Regions from separate parts of the Mus musculus genome. Here region 1 is linked to region 2. Evidence: chromatin contacts called from public Hi-C data. All regions are on one chromosome and are shown on one strand. Each heading gives the region's core, a stretch centred on a gene start, on an enhancer-like site or on the middle of the called end of the contact. The rest is flanking DNA. Distances are from core to core; before and after follow the strand shown.

Region 1 (3,834 bases), core at 576-3,075, 100 kb after region 2:
GAGGGTGAGAAGGTCACAGGCAGAGCTGCCTGCTGAGAGAAAATGCAAAGGAGGGGAAGGAAGCAGGGCATCCTAATGGTTAGTGCTGGAGATTCATTTCTGACAGGTAAGAGGAGGACCTCTGGTCTCTGACCTTTGACTTGAGTACCCCCCTCTCCTAGTTGTCTCCAGCCCAAAGGAAAGGAAAGCATCCCCCATGAGGTGTCTGTAACCACAGACTCTGATCCTCGGCTCCTGGAACTCAGAAGAAAACCCCCCATTCAAAATACCCACTTGTTTTTCATATGGACTAGTGTCAAATATTAAGTGTAAGAGCAGATGAGAAGACATGTGATGTTTTCTCAGTAAATACCGAGTGAGCCAGAGTGGCCTCTGTGCCCACTGACCTGCAAGTGTAATGGCCCCGAGGGCTCCTTACACAGAAATAATGCACTGTGAGTATATGCTGCTGCTGGGGACCTGGCTCTCGGAGGCTGCTCTTCTGTCCCATTAATTACTGCAGTGGAGGAAGTGAGGTCAGGCCTCCCACCAAGGCAATGGGACTCGCAGGGCCACTCTGCGGTTCCTCAGGAAAGCATTTTTTTCTTATCCACACAGCGACACCATCTCAAGCCAATAAATCCTCTTGAAGCAAAGACAAAGGGGAGAGAGGAATTCCATGGAGGGGGGTGTCTTTGAGTCTCTCCCCAAAGGGCCACCATGCTCAGGAGCAGGACCTGCCCACAACTCAGGCTTCCAGTACCAGGGTTCTGGCCAAGGGCAGGGTTGCTGGGTGGGACCAGATTAGGATAGTATGATGACTTCTATGTAAAATGAGCAGACAGGGACTCCTGGGGAGCAACACACACACACACACACATACCAGTGAGTGGGCAGCTGGGTGGTAGCTCCAGCCCCCTCTGAAGCTCATAGAGGTGTCTTCCTATAATCTGTAGCCCCTGCCTCGAGCTGGCCATACAAATGAGTAGCTTCTAGGCTGTGTCCCCCAAGGTCTCTGGAACTTCTACCAGCAAAGCTAGGACAATAAACTCCCTAGCATCAGGTAATGTGGAGCCCTGGGTCAAGCAAGACTGCCATGGGCCCTTGGTAGCAAGCAGTTTAGAGGTCTCCCTCCCTGTTTAATGACAGCTCTGGCCTGGCTCCAGAGGCCACCCAGGACATGTTCTGATGTCAGCTAGTGCCTGTGTTTTCAGAGCTTCAGGGACCAGGGAGAAGATCACAGAATAACAAGTGTCAGTGAAGACTCTCATCTTGGGGTGCAGACAGACATCTTGGTTTCATCTGTGGGTGCCCCTCTGTGAAAGGCAGGTGGGAGTACTCCATGGTGATCATAGGTGTGAGCCTACGGGACCTGCCACAGAGGCTGCGCTCATGCATGGTCCCATGGGGTGGGTTGTTTCCTCTCTGAGACGGAAGTCTTTCATTCCAGAGTTTATTGGTGGCCTCTGGCCCCTGCTCATGCTTGAATGTCACTTCCCCACAACATCCCTTCACCCACTCTGTTCCCTCCATGGCTGCCTTCTGCCCTGGCTAATACCAGGCTGTGCCTTCCTGTTGGCTGTTGTCCTTGTTCTGTGTTCTACAGCCAGGTTAGCATCTCTTTTGTCCGTGTTCTCCCTCCCACACCAAGGTAAGTGACAGCTGACGATGCTGTCATTTCAATCCAGGGACAATTCCACACTAAGCAAACTCTCCGGCAGCTCACTGAGCCCCTCCCCACGCTCACATAGATGTGAGATCCAGAAGGTGTTTGCTTAAACCCCTGACCTACATTCTCCATCACGCAGTCATCCAACCTGGAAATGGCTGGGCAGCCGCATTGCCAACACAAACAGGGCTGCACTGTGCTGTGCTCTCAGTGGCTCTGCACCCCTCCCACCTTCTCTGCCTGCCTGGGCCACACACCCATCAAGCAGGAGGAGGGCACCTCCACTGTGATACCCTCCCAAGGACTGCAGATCAGGCTGATTCCTTTGCAGTGGGGTCTCTAGGGCCTGGCTCTGCCCTAAACATACACGCAGCTCTCCCGAGATTCCTTGGAAGCACAGGACAGAAAATCTCACGTTTCTCTTCTAGCTTTCAAATGCAAGCTGGGGCTGTAACTAAGGGGTGTGGCTTGGGGCTGAACAGTCTGTAAAGACTCTTCTAAAATAGACAGGAGGCAGCTGGAGGCTTTGCACCTCTGTCTTGTGGCTTTCAGGGGGACCCAGGGCCTGCAAGTCTTAGGTTCTAGTGTGAGAAGAGGTTACTTACCACTGTTCTGATCAGCCTGACTGAGGCCCAGGAAATAAAGAAAAAGCAAATACAAGAACAGGAAACCTGATGGAGAAGCTGTAATACCCCAGAAGCTGATGTGTTTATTATAGAGCATTTGGCAGGGGGGACTATAGCATACAGCTGTCCATGGAAGTGGGTATATTACAGAAAACAAGGAGTCAGGGTTATTATATACAGCTGAAAAGGGAGACAGGTTTTGCTCATCTCAAGAGAAGCAGAGCTGTCTTCGAGCTGTAAACCTCCCTTGGGAGGATGTATGGTGGACATTTTCTGTACACATTATCAGCATCTACACTCAGACCTGAGGAAGACTTTGCCACCTCCACGGGGCTGAGGCATTAGGGGTCCTTGGTATGTGGCTATGTCCATATCAACAGCACACATATACCCAGGATTTCACCTCACTGTTCTGCCCCCCCCCCCCGTAGGGGGCGGTGAGAACAGGTAAGAAAATGCCCAGAGTACAGGGGGTTTCCTACAGGGACCCTGAAATGCTGGGTTTTTCCTCTATAGATATGGCAAGCCCAGGGAAGGGTGGGTTTTGTAACCCTCAGCCCCCTCCCCCAAGGTGTGCACCCACTAGGGAACCTCGGGGGCCTGAAGCCTGTCACTGTTCAGCACTGGCTGTTTCACGGAGCCCTGGGGAAAGGCTCCAGTCAGCTTCTTCCTTTCCCATCTCCATCTGGTACCCAGCTCCGAGCTCTCCTCTACACAGTCCCTGAGACAAGACCATGTGATCTCCCAGCTTCTTCTCAAAACATCCTGGCAGCTCCCTGGCTGGAGACCCAGTGGCACTAAATAGAAATTTATGTGACAGGCCTCAGGGGAAAAGCCCAGAGGAGTTTGTTTAAAAGTAAATTCGTCAAGCCGAGCTGAGTCAGGGTCTGACCTCCAACCTCTGCTGACCCTCCCCAGCAAGGGGGGAGAGAGTCCAGCTACATCAACAAGCCACACCAGGGGATCCCACTGCAGACTTGTATCCCTTTGCCACCAAGAGATTAGCCCTGAGGTGACCGCAGCTACCCACACGTCAGGTCCCTCGGTTGTTACCTGGAGCATCTCCAGTCCTCACTGTCCTCCTTCCTCCAGTCCTCACTGAGCTGCCCCACCTTTGGCTCCCATGCTTTCCCTTATCCTGGTGCCCACCTACTCAGGTAAACCAGGGTCTGCTCAGCCCAACGAGCGGAGACCATTTTTCTTGCTCTGGCTATCAAAGGCAAATCCATGTGTGGCCACACAGACAGGGAGAGTGTCTGCTTATCTGGAGGCAACCGGCCTGTGTAAGCTTCCTTTCAATGCCCCATACCACCCTCTATTGATGTTCCTGGGACCAACAAGCCATGCCAGGACCAGGACTAATGAACCACTAGCATGGAGCACCAAGGAATCCACAGACAGCTGGCTGCTCTCACCTTGAACACTAGAAGGGGATGAGGGATGAAGTAGGTTGGGGTGCTCCTGGCAGAGAAGAGATTGAGGGAGGGGCGCAAGTCTCAGACCTCAGGTGTACACGTAGGTAGGGTTTTCCCGTTCTGCGGTTCTAGGGCTTTAGAGGCC
Region 2 (3,847 bases), core at 1,068-3,567:
CTGGACTACAGAGAGGGTTGTGGTATCACAACTGCCTAGGCCCTTAGCAAAATTTCCACTGTAATAATTACTTTTCTTTTGCTGTTATAAGCAACACTATGTCCACGGCAATTTATGGAAGAAGGGGTTTATTGGGGCTTAGGATTAAGAGGGATAAGGAGTTCATCATAGTGGAGAGGCAAAGGAGCCAAGTGTAGGCATGTTGGTAGGAGCAGGCAAGGGACCTGCAAGAGCTAACTGGAAGCGGCACAGGGCTTTTATCTCAAAGCCCACCCCCAGTGGTGAATGTCCTCCAGCTAGGTTATACCTCCTAAGCCTCCCAAACAGCGCCACTAACAGGAGCAAGAATTTGAATATTTGAATCTCTAGGGAATACTCTTATTCAAACCACTCCACAATCTCACACACACACATAGGGAGGGGGAGGGGGAAGGAAAAAGGAGGGGAAGAGGGAGGGGAAAGGGGGAGGGAAGAGCGAGAGAAGACAAAACCCCAAGAGTAACAAGAATACGGAAGATAGAATAAGTAAGTTAAAAACTTATTTATCATCACTGATAACTGCAGATCAGAAAAGCAAGCTCTAAGTAGCATCTTTTAAAGCCCTGTTGTCCACACTGGGCCTAAGTCTGGGTAGATTGGGTGTTCTCGTGGGCTCTTTTGGAAGGCCAATAGAATGCTTTTGGAAAGTGGTTTTGAAGTGTAGATTAAAAGTGATCACTCAGCAACGCCACGCCCACTCGTCTTCTTTGGGGGGGATAAGGAAAGTGGAAACAGTCGGGCCTGAAGGCGTTCATCACCACCTCATTTATAAGGAGGAAGTCTGAACACAACCCGCGTGTCCATCACCAGATGCAGATCTCCAAATAAATACCAGAAAATTAGTGATGAAACCCTACACTGCCCGTGTAAACTATTCCCCAAGAGTCTGAAATAATTGTAGGAAATGTACCCTGTCCTGTTAGCTAAAGTGGGTAAGACTCACAAGGCTCCTTTTAAGAGGCTACATTGAGGATGCCTGGGGTGATCTTGTTTGTTTGTTGTTTATGGTTATGTATATGTATGGGCTATAAGCCTGTAGGTGTTTGGAGGATGTTTCTGGATTATTTCCTTGATATGGAGTCTCTCACTAAGCCTGGAACCTCATCCCCCACTGGTGTTATAGGCTCACGCTCAGCTTTTTACATGAGTGTTGGGGATTTGAACTCAGATCTTCATTCTTGTGCAACAAGCACTCTTACCTATGGGCCCATCTTCCCAGCTCCTGGTGTGGGTACCTCCGAGTGATAGATTATGGGCAGTCCTCCACTGATACTTGCTTCTGTATTCTCCACATCTCCTATCTTGGGTGTATGGTTACTTTATCAAAGTCACAAAATATATTTAGAGCACCTGGCAGAAGGAATCAGAGGACCTGGCGGGCGGGGCACCCTGCCCTTTAATGATGGCAATCAGTGCCTCCCACAGGAATGGAGGGCAGAGGTGTCTGTGGGGAGAGACTGTGAGCCAAGGACTCTGAGGACAGAGTTTGTCCCGGAACAGATGTTTGGTTAGCGGGTTCCAGATGAGCACAGGCTGTCTCCCTTAACTCTATGCCCCCAGGCCAAGGAGCCTGCCACCTTCTTTCCTTCCGCCAGAGGACTCAATCTCAACTCAAAGAATCATGATGGTGCACTGAGGCTGCCAAGAGGAGACCAATTAGCACAAAGTAAATATTTCTCCACCAGGGAAGTGGACGTCGGCCACCAGAGCACTTCTCCGAGGGCAAAAAACACAGGGTTTCCTGCGTCCCGGGCCAGCTGCAGCCAGAGATGAAAGAGACCAGAGCGCCTCTCCACAACCTCCTGGGCTAGGGCCGGCCGGGCAATTAGACTTCAGCATTTATTTATGGAGCTAATTTTGTGTGTACCGCTCCTATTTCCGTCAGTAGATAAAAAGCAGAGATAGTTGGCTTGGCACTGGCCTCGAATACTCTGGGAGCCCCAAGAGGGGACCACTTGAAAGCAGAGGGATTCTGCAGGGAATGGTTGTGAATTAGGGTCGTGGAATTCCACTCCACCACAGCTCCAGACTCCCCTTTTGCCGTTATGCCTTCCTCCCGTGGATCTAGGGAGGGGATATTTATAGGATTCCCACCATTTATGGGAGGCACTTCTAAGAGAAAAAATAAGGCGGGGGCGGCATGCTCACCTAGTAAAAGCTAACGGTCATGGTTGTTTACTCCCCGCCCCCCACTTTGCTCCAGCCCTGCAGCTGGCTGCATCGCCCTGCCCCCCAGCACACCGGGTTAGCAGCATCAACCCTCCTGTGTCTCAGAGTCGATCAGTAATTAGTGACTGGAAGCCCTCCTGCCCTGAGTACAGTAGGCAGGTGTTCCCTTGGAGGCCTTCTCTGAATTATCTGATGGATCCCTGACAGGGTTCACGGACAGTTAAGTCACGCGGGACAGTGGAGAGTTCGAACACCTACCAGGATTGGTTCTCCCAGAGCTTTCTCTCTTGCCATTGTAAACATTATATTTACAGTCGACTCTTAAAGGCCACACCCCGAACATCACAGGGTAACGACTTAGAAAAGAGTAATTGTACAATGAGAGTAGTTTTAAGTTTGTTGTATGTTTCCTCTCAGAAATAATGCCGCCTCTTCAAACCTGAACTAAAATACTAGAGGGAGAAAGAGTTACCTGATGTGGTTTTTGAGATTTTTAAAGTGGTTATTTTTAAGAATTTAGAAGTGGTTTTCCTGCTCCAAACACCAGCATGCCATGGTCCTCTAGAAGTGCTTGAACACATTTTTAAATTAAAAGGCTCTCAGATGGGCTATAAAGTGATCTGTTACTGTGAAGTGCTGGGAGGACTTTCAACATGAGGGAACGCGCCCCGTGCTGGAAGCAGAACCCATCAATGTGCCCTCTGCCAATACTGTCCACAGTGTGGAGTCACATCCAATAATCTGGGAGATAAACACAGTGAGTCTACTAATTTCAAAGATGACCCTGTGTCTGTTTCGCTGTATAAAAAAAAAAAAAAGAAAAAACTAAAGGGGGCTTCACACATATTTTGCTCTTCGAGGTAAGAGTCTAACTTGAAAGAATCAACAAAGGTGACTAAAGAGTGTTCTATCTGAATTCTCAGAGAGACAGATCAATTAGTGCAGGAGATTAGAGAGGCTAGCCTGGCCTTCCCTTGGCACATGAAAGAGACATGGTCCTTGGCTCTAGTCTATCCTACCTTCTGAAAATGCAAGTGTCTAGCTTGCTCTCTGCATGAGTCTGTCTGTGAACAGTTCTGAGCATTTCAAAGTGGCTTTTGTTGCAAGCAGAATCTTATCATTACAATGCTAGGGCCCTGGAAGAAACATCTACTTGGCAATCTGGTGAAGAATACGTCAAAATTTCTTGAGTCCAGAGTTGTCACCGCTGGGAGACGTTCTGACCAACATCTCGGTTTACCTGGGGAAGGAGGAGAATCTGTCTGGGAGCACCTGCCTCTTGGCTTGGGAGGAGTCAGGGCTGGTACTGAGTGGGCGTGGATGCAAGTATTCCCATCCCCGTGGCACTCCACGGCCCCTGCAGAATTGGTTTTCTCTTTAAGCTCATCCTTCAGAGTTCCTAGACCTGGGAGCTTTCCTGGGATGCTCTGCTAGGGCTCGGGAGCTGTCGGGAGGCAGAGGAGGCTGAGCGCTGCAGCTGAACCTGACATCTTAATCCTACGGGGCTGCAGCCCTCTGGTGTCTGGAGCTCATGTTCTGAGCTGAGGCATAGGAAATGACAGAAGACTTAACAGCTGTTGGCCAACACTCTGGGGATGATCTTTGGTGGCACACAGCAGACTCTATCCCACACCCACAA

What was found. A called contact is a pair of places that touch in the nucleus more often than the background predicts.
Region 1: a Hi-C map of uterus shows a contact between it and region 2, with 4 times the contacts expected there. The contact joins two enhancer-like sites. A contact is called at or near these places in 9 of 484 Hi-C or Micro-C datasets (the AtT-20 cell line, the N1E-115 cell line, cranial neural crest and 5 more) and 1 of 115 datasets of contacts at active chromatin or transcription factors (pancreatic cancer cells).

What each region holds. Positions count from the first base shown.
Region 1 is chr1:91,870,751-91,874,584 of GRCm38.p6, forward strand. No RefSeq gene overlaps it. Among named protein-coding and RNA genes, the nearest start is that of Gm46242, 7.0 kb to the right of the region's middle. Within about 2 kb of position 1,826, at least 71 of the 459 cell types and tissues checked have an H3K27ac peak or open chromatin away from gene starts, as enhancers often do. A contact at or near this core is called in the N1E-115 cell line and uterus, where this site is marked.
Region 2 is chr1:91,768,679-91,772,525 of GRCm38.p6, forward strand. No RefSeq gene overlaps it. Among named protein-coding and RNA genes, the nearest start is that of Twist2, 31 kb to the right of the region's middle. Within about 2 kb of position 2,318, at least 22 of the 459 cell types and tissues checked have an H3K27ac peak or open chromatin away from gene starts, as enhancers often do. A contact at or near this core is called in the N1E-115 cell line and uterus, where this site is marked.